Linked DNA regions of Mus musculus: region 1 is linked to region 2. A link is a contact called in public HiChIP or PLAC-seq data. All regions are on one chromosome and are shown on one strand. Each heading gives the region's core, a stretch centred on a gene start, on an enhancer-like site or on the middle of the called end of the contact. The rest is flanking DNA. Distances are from core to core; before and after follow the strand shown. Region 1 overlaps Gm45958 (a long non-coding RNA gene). Region 2 holds the start of Fn1 (fibronectin 1).

Region 1 (5,782 bases), core at 2,384-4,883, 180 kb after region 2:
CATCATCATCATCTGTGAAGTCTGTGTATCATGTCCCACCTTGCACATGGAAGTTAGAGGATAACTTTCAGGAGTTGATTCTCTCCCACTTTGTTGAAACAGGGTCTCTATTGTTTCTGCTGCCCATATACTCCAGATCATATGGCCCACAAATTTCCATGCAACTTTCTTATCTCTGCCTCTCATCTCATGGTAAAAGAGCTTGGACTAAAGATGGAAGCCGCCATATCTGGACTTTTAGAGGTTCTGTGTGTCAAACACAGGTCTTAAGGCTTTTGCAGCAAACACTATATCTGCTGTCTTCATTAGGGTTTCAACTACCGTGGAGACACCATGACCACAGAAACTCTTATAAATGAAAGCATTAAGCTGGGACTGATTTACAGTTCAGAGGTTTAGTCCATTGTCACCATGGTGGAAACATGATAGTACCAGGGCAGACACGGTGCTGAAGGAAGAGCTGAGAGTTCTACATTTGGATTATCAAGCAGCAGGAAGAAAGCAACAGCCACTAGGTCTGTCTTGAGCTTCTGGAACCTCAAAGCCCACCCCCAGTGACACATTTCCTCCAATAAGGCCACACTTCCCAATAGCACCACTCTATGGTGACCGAGAATTCAAATATATGCGTCTATGGGGGCCATTCCTATTCACTGCATCTAAGTCATCAGCAACCGCAGGCCTTGTATTTAAGTGTGATGAGAAATTAGTATTTTCTAGAATGTGATTCCTCAATATAGTCTCCTTAAGCCTCATATCTTCTGAACAGGAGGAGGAGGAGGAGGAGAAGGAAAAGGAGGAAAAGAAAGAAGGTGAGGAGAATGAAGAAGATAAGGTAGAGGAGGAGGAAGCAGATGTATTTTTTATTTTGTATTTCATTTAGACAACAAAATAATTCCAGTCATTTTCTTATTTGAAATTTTCATAAGCTCTTTCTCCTGACCATTTACACCAGAGTGTTGTTCTGTTATGGTGGCCTGTGACTGATCTGTAAAATACAGCACAAATGGTGTGCCAGAATCTCAGAGAACACATTCCAAAAGCTGGGCAGAGTTCTGATTTTGTCAGTTTGACATGGAAGGTGACATAGTGGGCGTCTGTGTCTATAATCTGCTTGCTGTGGTGGGGCACTGGTGTGAGGGGAGGTTGAGATGGAGGGGACTTGAAAAAAGTGGGGAGATAAAGCTAATTAGCCACAGAAGTTTACCTCAGGGGTTGGTGATTTCTCGCTGGATAGTGTGGATAGTGACTGAGGGGAGTTCTTCATTCATGCAATTTTATCTGGAATATTGTGTGCTGTTAGAGAGTTCCTCCAACAGTTCTCATCATGAGCCTATGTGCATAAGGACGTTCAGAGAGCCTTTTGATTAGCTCCTATCTCAAATATGAAAGCATGACATCCTCTTCCTCTGAGCTTGACCTTAGTAACGCCATCTTGGCATGGGGAAGTTCTCCTCCACTTCACTAATTGGGACATTGCTCTTGTTTCTCAGAGACAGTTGGTCTGATCCAATAGTGGGAAGAATATCAACAATATCAAGACCCATTGGGCCACATTTAAAAGTGACTCTTGGGCCATCTGCCTGGATTTGGTTAAGTTCAGTTTTATCTGTTTTTCAGGCGTTGGCTATCATCTTAAAACCCTGGACCAACATCATTTTGTCACAAGTTGTGGTTCTGAGGACTCTGACAGGCAATCGGTATGAAGTATGAATAGGGAATCACGTAGAAAAATCAAACCTGATATACGGAACTAAAGTCTGACAAGAACCTGTGTAACCAATAAGAAAACACAGGCGCCTGAGAGTTGCCACCAGATACTAAAGGAAACTACATGAATTCGGGATCCAGTCCAGTTTTCATGTCAATATTATTGATGGTGTTTCGAGGACAGTGAACATGCAGCATGAACAAAAGTTAATCTTTGGATTTTTTGTCACCCGGGTCTGGAGGCTACTTGCATTGCCTAGCTTAATGTTACAGTATAAATCTTTGTAAAGACACTTAAAAAATAAACCTGTTTATTTAACATACATAAAATTGGGTTTCACTATGGCACCTTTCCAACATGTTCCCTCGTGTCTCCCCCTCCCTGCCACCCAACACCCCTTCTTTTATTCACCCATCCTTTCTGCTTTCATGTCCCATGTCCATCTTGTCTGCCCCTCTGCCTCAACATCTCTCTCTTCTCTTGTGCTCTCCTCCCCAGCTTGCTGGCCTGTGCTCATTGTACACATACATTGAGAGGTAGGACCTATGAGGAAAGAATAGATGTGATGTCTGTCTGAGTCTGGATCACCTTGCTCAATACAGCACTTTTGGGGTTATTTCCTTTTCTTCATAGCTGAATGAGACTCCAGTGTGTTATTGTACCCCATTTTCATTACCCATGCAGCTAGACATCTGGGCAAAGCATTTTAAGTATTTATGTTTAACTGTTCCCCATTAAGAAAGAGTTAATACAGCCCCTTTTCTCAGTAATCCAGGGTATAGACTCAGGTACTTTGAGTACATTCCTGACATGAAACATGATATTATAGCATGCTTCCTTCTAGTAAAGACACTTAAGGCTATGCTCTGCGATTTTGAAAAAGCATTTCTTAATTTTATTTCTTCATGCTTTCTTTTACTTTCATTGCTACTTTTTAAAAAATCATTTCCGTGGAGCTGGAGAGATGGCTCAGCGGTTAAGAGCACTGACTGCTTTTCCAGAGGTCCTGAGTTCAATTCCCAGCAACCACATGGTGGCTCACAACCATCTGTAATGGGCATCCGATGCCATCTTCTGGTGTGTCCAAAGACGGTGACAGTGTACTCACATACATACATATAATAAATAAATCTTTAAAAAAGAAAGAAAATGTTTAAAAAATCATTTCCATGGCAGCTTAAAGCATATTGCCCCCCAACTACAGCTTAACTATTAGATTTCAAAATTTAAGTGTCTTTGCTCGCATGCTATAACCAAGCAGAATTTTTCATTTTGATTTTGAGTTATTGTATCTGGCAACTACAAAATAAGTAAAAGACTGTTTCTTCTCTTCAAAAAAACTCTCTCAGGGAACAGAACTGGGGCAATGGGGAATTAGTGTTTGAGGAACCAGCCATTGCAGGGTCTGGCAAGAAAAGCCCTCTAAGGACCGGGTCGACTGTGGGCACAAGTCAACCTTTCCTCAGATTCTTCTAGTGCATCCTTTACGGCCGCTAATGATTAGATTTATTCAAAGTTGCTGTTTTTAATTATCCCATTTCGCCGCCGCCATCAGTAGTATGAATTTAAGCGTTATTTTTTGCTGCGTGTTGCTCTTAGGAGAGAACGGACAGCTTCGAAGCTTCCCTTTTTTCACCAGCTGAGAACGGTAACCTAACCCATCCACCCCACCAGATCTGACCTTCAAGAACACAGCGTGCCTCTAGCATGGGATAAAACTGGAGGGAACAGACAGTCTGTGGCCCCAACTAAGAAAGGGGGAGCGACGCGCGATAAGAACTGTGGTTTCAGATATCCTTAATGAAAAATCTCCAAGGCCATTTTTCACCAGCGTTGATGCTGTCAAGAGCTTTGCTTCCCGGCTCTTCTTTCCTGGGGATCCCTCTGTTTGGTCACTGGGATGTTTGGACTTTGGCCAGGCTGTGTTTGCATTCCCCAGGTAACTCTGTCTCAGTTCCGCCCAGGAATGACTCACGGGTCTGAAACGGATAGATCACTGGTTTTATTTTTCACCCCAAGCTGGTTTCTTATGTTCGTTCTTGAACAGAGAGTAAAGCGGGGTTGGGTTGGGTTTGTTTGTTTGTTTGTTTGTTTGGATGGTTTTTGTTGTTGGTTGGTTGGTTGGTTTTTTTCCCCCCACTTTTGTATTTCTGTTTGTGTATTGCTGGCTCAGAAAGCCAAAAATGCACCAGACATTTTCTTCAGTAGTTTTATTTATTTAACCGGTATTTTTATTGAGGGGAAGGGGTGAGAGGGAGGGGTACACATGAGGAAAGCAATCAACTTGTTAATAAATGACAAGGAGAAAGAAAAGGCACATCGTTAGTAACTTCTGATTTATGAGTCTGAAGGACCCGTCACACAGAGCCGAAGAGTGATTTTAATTAGCTGCAGGACTGAAATGCCTTGTCAGCGCCGCACATTAAGGACGTGCCCTCTGATGAGTGAGCAGCCAGGAAAGGGGGCCATGGAAGACTCGAGGAGAGGCCAGCTGCAAACACAAAGCGGCAGACTCAAGCATTGCTGCCTGCCATCTGTGTGCTGCCAACAAAGGTTTCACCGCAGCGCTGCTTGTCCCTTGGACTTCTTTACATCCGGGTCACTGTTAGCCGGTGCTGAGCATTCTGGGAAACTCTTTCTCTGTCAGTTTATCCTTCCCGGAAATACCACCAGCATCTCAGAGGGGTGTCTCTTTAGGTGATTCCAGACTCAATCAAATTGACAATCAATATTAGCCATCACAGTGACAAATATCGATAGCAGAACTACTTCTGTCAACATTCAAAGCAATTCCTTTGGCCAGTAAGATAGCTCAGTGGGTAACAGCTCTCGCCACCAAGCCTGATGACTTGAGATTCTGTTTTCCGGTAGTAGGTAAATTGTTCTTTGACCCGCATACTTATGCTGTGGCCAATACGTGCTTATACATGGGCACACATTCACTAAATAAATATTAGAATTCTGTTTAAAGGAAGACAATTCCTGGGGCTGGAGAAATGGCTCAGTGGCTAAGAGCACATATTGCTCTTCTTGAGGACCAGAGTTCCAGTCCCAGCACTCGCATCATGTGGCTTACAACTGCCTGTAATCCCAGCCCCAGGAAACCCTGACACCTCTGATCTCTGTGGGCATTTGCGTTCATGTGCATGCACCCACACACATACACATGATTAAAACAACAAAAATAATCTTTAAAAGAATAGAAAAGCAATTCCTTTATGAACTTTATGCCATATGCAAGTAGACATGTCATTCCAGGAGTCTGAGACAACTTGTCCCATTACAATAAATAAGTGTAGTGGGTTATGAGGAAACTGAAGCGAAATGTAGTGTCAGAAGATCCTTGTGGAAGTTTGAATGAGAATGGTCCTGCAGAAACATGTATTTCAATATTTCTTCTCCATTTGATGGAACTGTTTGGGAAAGATTAGGAGGTGTGGCTTTGTTGGATGTGTGGCCTTGTTGGAGAAGGTGTGGTCTTGTTAGAGGAGGTGTAGCCTTGTTGGAGGAGGTGTGGCACTGCGAGTGGGCTTTGAGGCTTCAACGGACTTTTTACCAATCCCAGTGTCTCTCTTACCCTCCTGGTTGTGGATCAAGATAAGAGATTTCAGCTGTCATCATAAACTCACTGGACCCTCTGGAACCTGAAACCAAATAAATTCTTCTATAAGCTGCCTTGGTCACAGTGTCTCATCACAGCAGCAACAACAATAAATGAACTAAGATAGTCCTGAACTTTTATGAGATGCAGAGAGCATGGTCTTCATGGGGGCTGAGAACTGGGTTACTTTTCAATATTAGTATCTTCAGTGACCGACCTCCTTCATGTTGGAGGCTGGATGCCAATGCTCAAACGGCTGTACACCAGCTACATGTTGTCTAACAGCCAACAAACTAGCCTCCCTCATGAGAATGTCCCTAATTGTGCAGAGGGAGGCACAGAGCTCCACAAAGCACTTCCTAGAAAGGGATGGGCCATAACAGAAACAGAACTTCTCAATGCAGTGTGAAGAGACTGGACAGTCCCTTGAAACATCATCTAGAATGAATAACAGAAAATAGTAACATACG
Region 2 (5,782 bases), core at 1,364-3,863:
ATGGAATCTTTAGGGCGCTCATAAGTGTCACCCACTTTGTAAGTGTTCCCAGTGTATTTGTCAAAGCAAGTCTCTTCAGCTGTGGAAAGGGGAAAAAAAAAAAGTCCATGTGAGTCTCACACACATACATGGCGACTCTGAAACTTAAGAGAGACAAGTTTTTAAGTTAGGCTTTAATAAAACCAGAGCTCTTGACCTTTGGCCAGCTCTCAGCGGTTCCCTTATTTATAATGTAAAGAGTTCCCAGGAAAAAGCCACACCCTGTGACCAGCTGAGTTGCAGAGGAAAGATTCCAAATTCCAGTCTCAAACCAGGGAAATCAATTCAAGGGTCACAAGGGACACAAACAGTTTGAAGGTTGCCGGCCTCCCAGCAGTGGCTGGCCTTTGTCAGCCCCACTGAAACATTTGTCCTGTACCCTCCCTCAGCAGCCTCTCTGAAGGGACTGCTGTAGCTCACCGGAAGCGTATCAAGGGGCTTCAGGAGTCTCCGAAGTGGTAGTGGGTTGTTGTTTTTGTTTTTTTCACGGAACTGCAGCTAACAAATCACTTTACAACCCAGTGCCTCAAAGCAACTTCTGGCCCATAATTGGGAGCCAAAAGATCCGAGATCACTTTCTAATAAATTAAACTTTTATAAGCAAACTTTTATAAGTTTTCTTTTTGAAGGGAGACACGCAAAACCTCTCATTTTCTAATCAAAAGCTCCAAGAGAATAAAAAGGCGGCTTTGGAGACTCGTGTGGATTACATTTGTTTTAGAGGTAAGAGCATGTGAAAAGCCAGTGCAAGAAGTCTAATAAGAGGGAATTACAAGCGACTGGAGCAGGGAGGAGGAGAAGGCAAATGTGGTTTTACTTAGAGCATCATCTCTGCCAGGGCCCAGACTGCCTTCCACTTACGCTCAGGCTTGCTCTCGCAGTTAAAACCCCGGCTTCCTCCATAGCAGGTACAAACCAGGGCGTTGCCTAGGTAGGTCCGTTCCCACTGCTGATTTATCTGATAGTGCTTCCCATTGTCAAAACAGCCAGCTGCGAAGAATTGATGGGGAAAGTTATTAACAGTTCCATCCCTCCCTCTCTTTTTTCCCCTACAAAACTACTGAATTTTGCCAACTGACTTGGTGAGCCTGCACAAACAAAAAAACTCTTAAAAGCAATATTCCACTAAAGTTCAGATGTGGAAACTAGCTAATCAAAGATTTAAGCATTGTTTATGTAGATGGATGTTTAGGGGTTTTTTCCTTCTTATCTTTTAACTTGGGTAAAAGTTATACAATGACGTCATGTCCTTATGGGCAGGGGAACTACCTCAGCAGACTTGAAACACTCTGAGAGGCCAGAAATAGAAATTACTTTTAAATCCTGAGGGCTTCAATACTCTTAACAACAACAACAAAAAGACAAGAAAGAAAACTTAAGTTGGGTGTCTTGATGACTATGCCAATAACCCCAGCTCTGTAGAAACTGAGGCAGAAGAATTGCTCCCAAGTTGAACACACAAGCCTGGACAACACAGGAGAATGCCAGGCTAGCTTAGGCTACAGTGTGAGATCATGGCAAAAAAAAAAAAAAAAAAAAAAAAAGAAAAAAAAAAGAAAAGAAAAGAAAAGAAAAGAAAAAGAAAAAAAGGAGGGAGAACTTTTAAATTTTCCTCTAGCCCAAGATAAAGGAAGAGTGTGTCTCTGAAAAACTGGAAGAGAAATGGCTATCCTTGCTCTTGGGGAAAGAATCCTAGGCTACCCCCCCCCCCCCAAAGCACTGAGCCAACTAACATCTCTTTCAAGTTGGTAAGAAACTACCTATTTAGATAGTCTCACCTCCTCCCCGTGTTAAATATTTAACCAGCTATTTGCTGATAAAGAAAATAAGGATCAGGGGAACCACAATAATCTCTGATGTAAAATTTGTAAGTTCGTGTCTCTTTTCTCTTTCACACGTTTTGGTTCCTGGAAGGGCGAACTGAAGGTGTAGAATTTGTTAGCGCACTTGAGGGGAAGAACAGACGGTCCCTACCTCCACTTCACCAGCAACCAGCCTGTTCAGACCTAAGCCTTTTGTGTCCACAGCTGGTTTCCCTCGATAAAGCGCGCACTCACACACGTTCGCACAGCCACGCACGCGCGCAAAAACTTTAGCCACAACTTGAGCGGGCGCTTGAGGACCAACCCATCCCTGCCGCCGGCCGGTTTGAACCAGACTGTCGGTACTCACGCTTGCTCTGACTGACAGCCACCGGGGATTGAGGCTGCACGATTTGCTGAGCCTGCCTCTTGCTCTTCCCGGCTTCGGTGCAGCGCACCGAGGTCCCCAGGCACAGGACTGCCAGCAGCAGCAGCCGCCCGGGTCCCGGACCCCTGAGCATCTTGAGTGGATGGGAGGAGAGTCGCCCTCCCCAGGAGGCAAGTGGCCACGAACTGTGGGTCCCCTCGCAGCCTGCGGGAAAAGTCCTGAGGTGGGGACGCCGGTAAGGAGATGGAAGGAGAGGACCAGAAGTTGTCCGGCTCACACCCTGGGCTCCTTTTCTCCCCCTGTGCAGCGCAGCGGGTGCGAGCGGTTGAGCCCCAAGAGCAGAGGCTTATATGGGACAGTACCTTCCCGCCCCCCACGAGGCCCTGCGCGCCGGGGAGGAGGGTCCGGTCCGACTCCTCCCGCCCCTCCTGCCGCCGCAGCCGCCGCCGACCGCGCGCCTATTGGCCCAGAGTCCGGGTGACGTCACGGGGTACGGTGGGTTCGCCCCGAACAAAAGAGATGCTGATCTCCCGCCAGGTCTGGGACTAGAGAACTTTTTTCCCCTTTCTGGTTTCCTTTGCGGTCGTCAAACTTTTGGGAGGAGGATTGGGGGTAGGGATGGGAAACGGCTGTAAAGTGATGTAGACTCGAAGGAAAGGGAGGGAGGGGCTGGAGCCTAAGGAAGCCTGGGGTGGTAAGGCTTACCCCCCTCATCTCTTAACTTTTTTTTTTTTAAATTGGTGGCTGTGGTGGTGTTTGAGAACATTGCGTCACCTCTGAGAAAAGTCTGTGCACACCAGAGTGTATTTTGTGGGAAGGGAAAAAGTCATAAAGTGGCCACCACCTTGTCCCTGTAGGAATCCAAACTTCACTTTTGCAGCCCCGGGGCGGGGCGGCTCCTTCTGGGTGCTTTTCCTGGGTCCTGGGCGCCGCCTAGGGTCCCCTATCTTTGCCTTTATGGTGTTAGGTAGGCTCAGACCTCGGTTTCTCCACGCAGTACCTGCCAGGTTTCAAGGAAGAGCCTGGGAGAGAGTGAGCGCGTGGCAGAGGTGACCCCCTTCCCTGAGCTTCCACAGCCCTCGGTTCCGCGCGGCGCTCTACAGATTCCAGAGAAACTCACAGGACCAAGTTTCTCTCTAAGAGGAAGCAACAGAAAGTTTCTTTTCTAAGTCGTGAAGCACAGTTTTCCTTTCCTGGGGATGGGGTGCCCGTTTCTTTTAAAAGGGCAGTAGTGAACAGCTTAAGAAGGGGAAAAGTTGAACTGGCTGATGAAGGGGGGCGGGGGGACCCTTCCCGTCCATGCCACGTTCACTGGGCCATCTGCACTCAAACCTAGGTGGCCTCTGAAGGGGGAGTTGGGGTGAGGATGGGTACAAAGATTTAATGTCTTGCCTCCCTCCAGACTTTACCCCGAATCCCCTTGCATGTGTCCGGGCGTTTATTTTATTTTATTTTATTTTATTTTCAGACTTCGCAGTCATGGCAGAATTCCACTATCCACCCCTCCCCCGCTGCCAGATTTTTTATATTTCAATTGTTATCTGCTCCAAGAATGTATAAAGTTCCACTGAAAATTCTCTGGACTTCCTACACTACTGAAGTTGAAAAGGGAATAGGAGACGTCCCCCTGAAGCCAGCAGCTCTAACACGTTGGTCTTTTTTTTTTTTTTTTTTTTAACCTTTCAGACACACACAAGCCCAGTTGCTTTGGTAGGGCTTCAAAAAGACCTTCAAGAAGCCCACTATTTTCAGAGTAGCAGATCCGAACCCCAAACTTGGCTTTCTCCCTCGGTTAGGCGCATGGTCTCCTTTGCTTTGAGAACATATTAAAGCTACTAGCTAGCAAAATATGTTGTTTGTACCAGGTTCTTGGATAATTTGAATTTGTGTGCTTTATAAAATCCTCAACACATTAAAGACACAAAATTAACATTTATCTTTATTGATGTAAAGAACTAAAAACAAAACAAACACACACACACACACACACAAAAAAAACCCACAGCAAATACCAGTTTCTTACAAGCAGTGTAAAATAAGTCAAGAATCTTTGTGACCAACACTCAGGGTTGAACCAGTGCCATACATTCCCCCAAATTTAGAATCCCGTCTGAGTTAGTTTTTTTGGAATTTCTCATCATCCCTTGACAAAACGGTTTTCTCTTTCAGATATAAAAGGGCTCCTTGTAAAACAGTGAACTTCTGGGAAGTGCTCTCTCCAGGGGGGGAGAAGGATACCTGGAAATCAGGATGCTTGCTAGATAAACCCGAAGGGAAGGCTTTCCACAAATATGGTAGATTCTGGAGGAAGGAAATAAGTGGTTAGAAAAGAATTTTGTCACAAAAATATGATAGTTTGGTGTATTTACCGTACTCAAAATACTTTAAAATAATATACTTATTGGAAAGGTTTGTGGGGAACCCACTTTACATTTCAGAAGAAAGTTTTCTCTTTCAGTCCCATAGAAAATGTCTCTGGTGGCCCACAAGCAGAAATATTTGGCTGAATTTTATAGGAATGCTTTGACTTGAAAGTTGTGTTTTGGTTTTGATTTGGGACATGGAGATATTTTCTTAATTAAGGTAAACTGGCCCTGCTACGGTAGCCTTCCCCCATCCAGATCTCTTCCAATTCAAGTCGATTATCTCTAACTCAGAGGTAATGAAATCTTAAAGACTACAGTTGGGGGTCAGGGAGCTGGAGAGATGACTCAATGGTTAGAGCACAGGCTGCTCTTCCAGGGGACCCAGGTTCTGTTCCCAGCAACCACATGACCATGACCACCCACAACCATCTGTAACTCTAATTCTAGGGAATCAGTTGAAATTATACCTCACCAAACTCTTGGGTTTTTGTTTTGGGTGTTTTTGTTGTTGCTACTGTTGTTGGTTTGTTTTGGAGGGATTGTTTTGTTTTGTTTGTTTGATTCTTTTGTTTGTAGTACTTTTAGCATTCTCTGGTTTTATTTCAAAGACCTAATCCTAAATTGCAACAACAGAGCATCCTCATTTCTTAGTTTTTCTAGGAGGAAGTTGGCCTGAATTCAGTATACTGGTGGCTTCTCTTTGCCCATCAGCTCCTTGGGGGCACTAGCTGTCTGTGTGTGGCGGTATAAATGTGACCAAGACACATCTAAGCATGAAGGACCATGCCTTGCCTTGCTTCCCCCTGTAATTGCCAGGATGGCAGGATTTCCCCAGTGAGTTTCTGACAACTTAAAATTTCACTGGGGAAAAGAGAACGCATACATCTGTGGGGTACGTTCTTCAGATGTTGGCTGTCGGAGGGAGACGGTCAAGAGTGTGTGTGGTAGAGAGCTTGAGCTGGTTTGACTTCTTTTGAGTTAAAGTCGTAGTTGGGTGAAGAGCAAAGATAATTTATTAGACCCACTCACTCAGGACTGAAATAGAAACAGCTCACGGGATAAGCTTTAAGGGTAAAGTTTTATGTTCTAAGCATTTGGCGGTTGTTGTTTTTTTTTTTTTAAGACTAATAAACATTATAGGCAATATCCCTACTGACCAAATTGCTTGCCTACTGGGGGAGGGGAAC

Evidence for each region. HiChIP or PLAC-seq counts read pairs in DNA pulled down with a chosen protein or histone mark.
Region 1: a contact with region 2 is called in a FOXA1 HiChIP or PLAC-seq map of pancreatic cancer cells. The contact joins the enhancer-like site here to the promoter of Fn1 in region 2. A contact is called at or near these places in 1 of 39 promoter capture datasets (frontonasal cranial neural crest), 1 of 15 datasets of contacts at CTCF or cohesin (the NIH/3T3 cell line), 5 of 484 Hi-C or Micro-C datasets (nephron progenitors and uterus), 7 of 115 datasets of contacts at active chromatin or transcription factors (the NIH/3T3 cell line, cardiomyocytes, embryonic forebrain and 4 more) and 2 of 9 other capture datasets (adipose tissue and liver).

What each region holds. Positions count from the first base shown.
Region 1 is chr1:71,833,813-71,839,594 of GRCm38.p6, forward strand. Gm45958 (a long non-coding RNA gene) reads left to right here. Exons shown (of 3, transcript XR_001778963.1): 3 at 1,621-2,033. Among named protein-coding and RNA genes, the nearest start is that of Gm45958, 13 kb to the left of the region's middle. Within about 2 kb of position 3,634, at least 71 of the 459 cell types and tissues checked have an H3K27ac peak or open chromatin away from gene starts, as enhancers often do. A contact at or near this core is called in embryonic forebrain, embryonic limb bud, liver and 2 more, where this site is marked.
Region 2 is chr1:71,650,621-71,656,402 of GRCm38.p6, forward strand. It overlaps Fn1 (fibronectin 1), which reads right to left and starts at 2,614. Exons shown (of 46, transcript NM_010233.2): 1 at 2,212-2,614; 2 at 901-1,029; 3 at 1-79. The coding sequence starts at 2,362. It overlaps Apol7d (apolipoprotein L 7d), which reads left to right and starts at 2,715. Exons shown (of 4, transcript NR_040308.1): 1 at 2,715-2,766.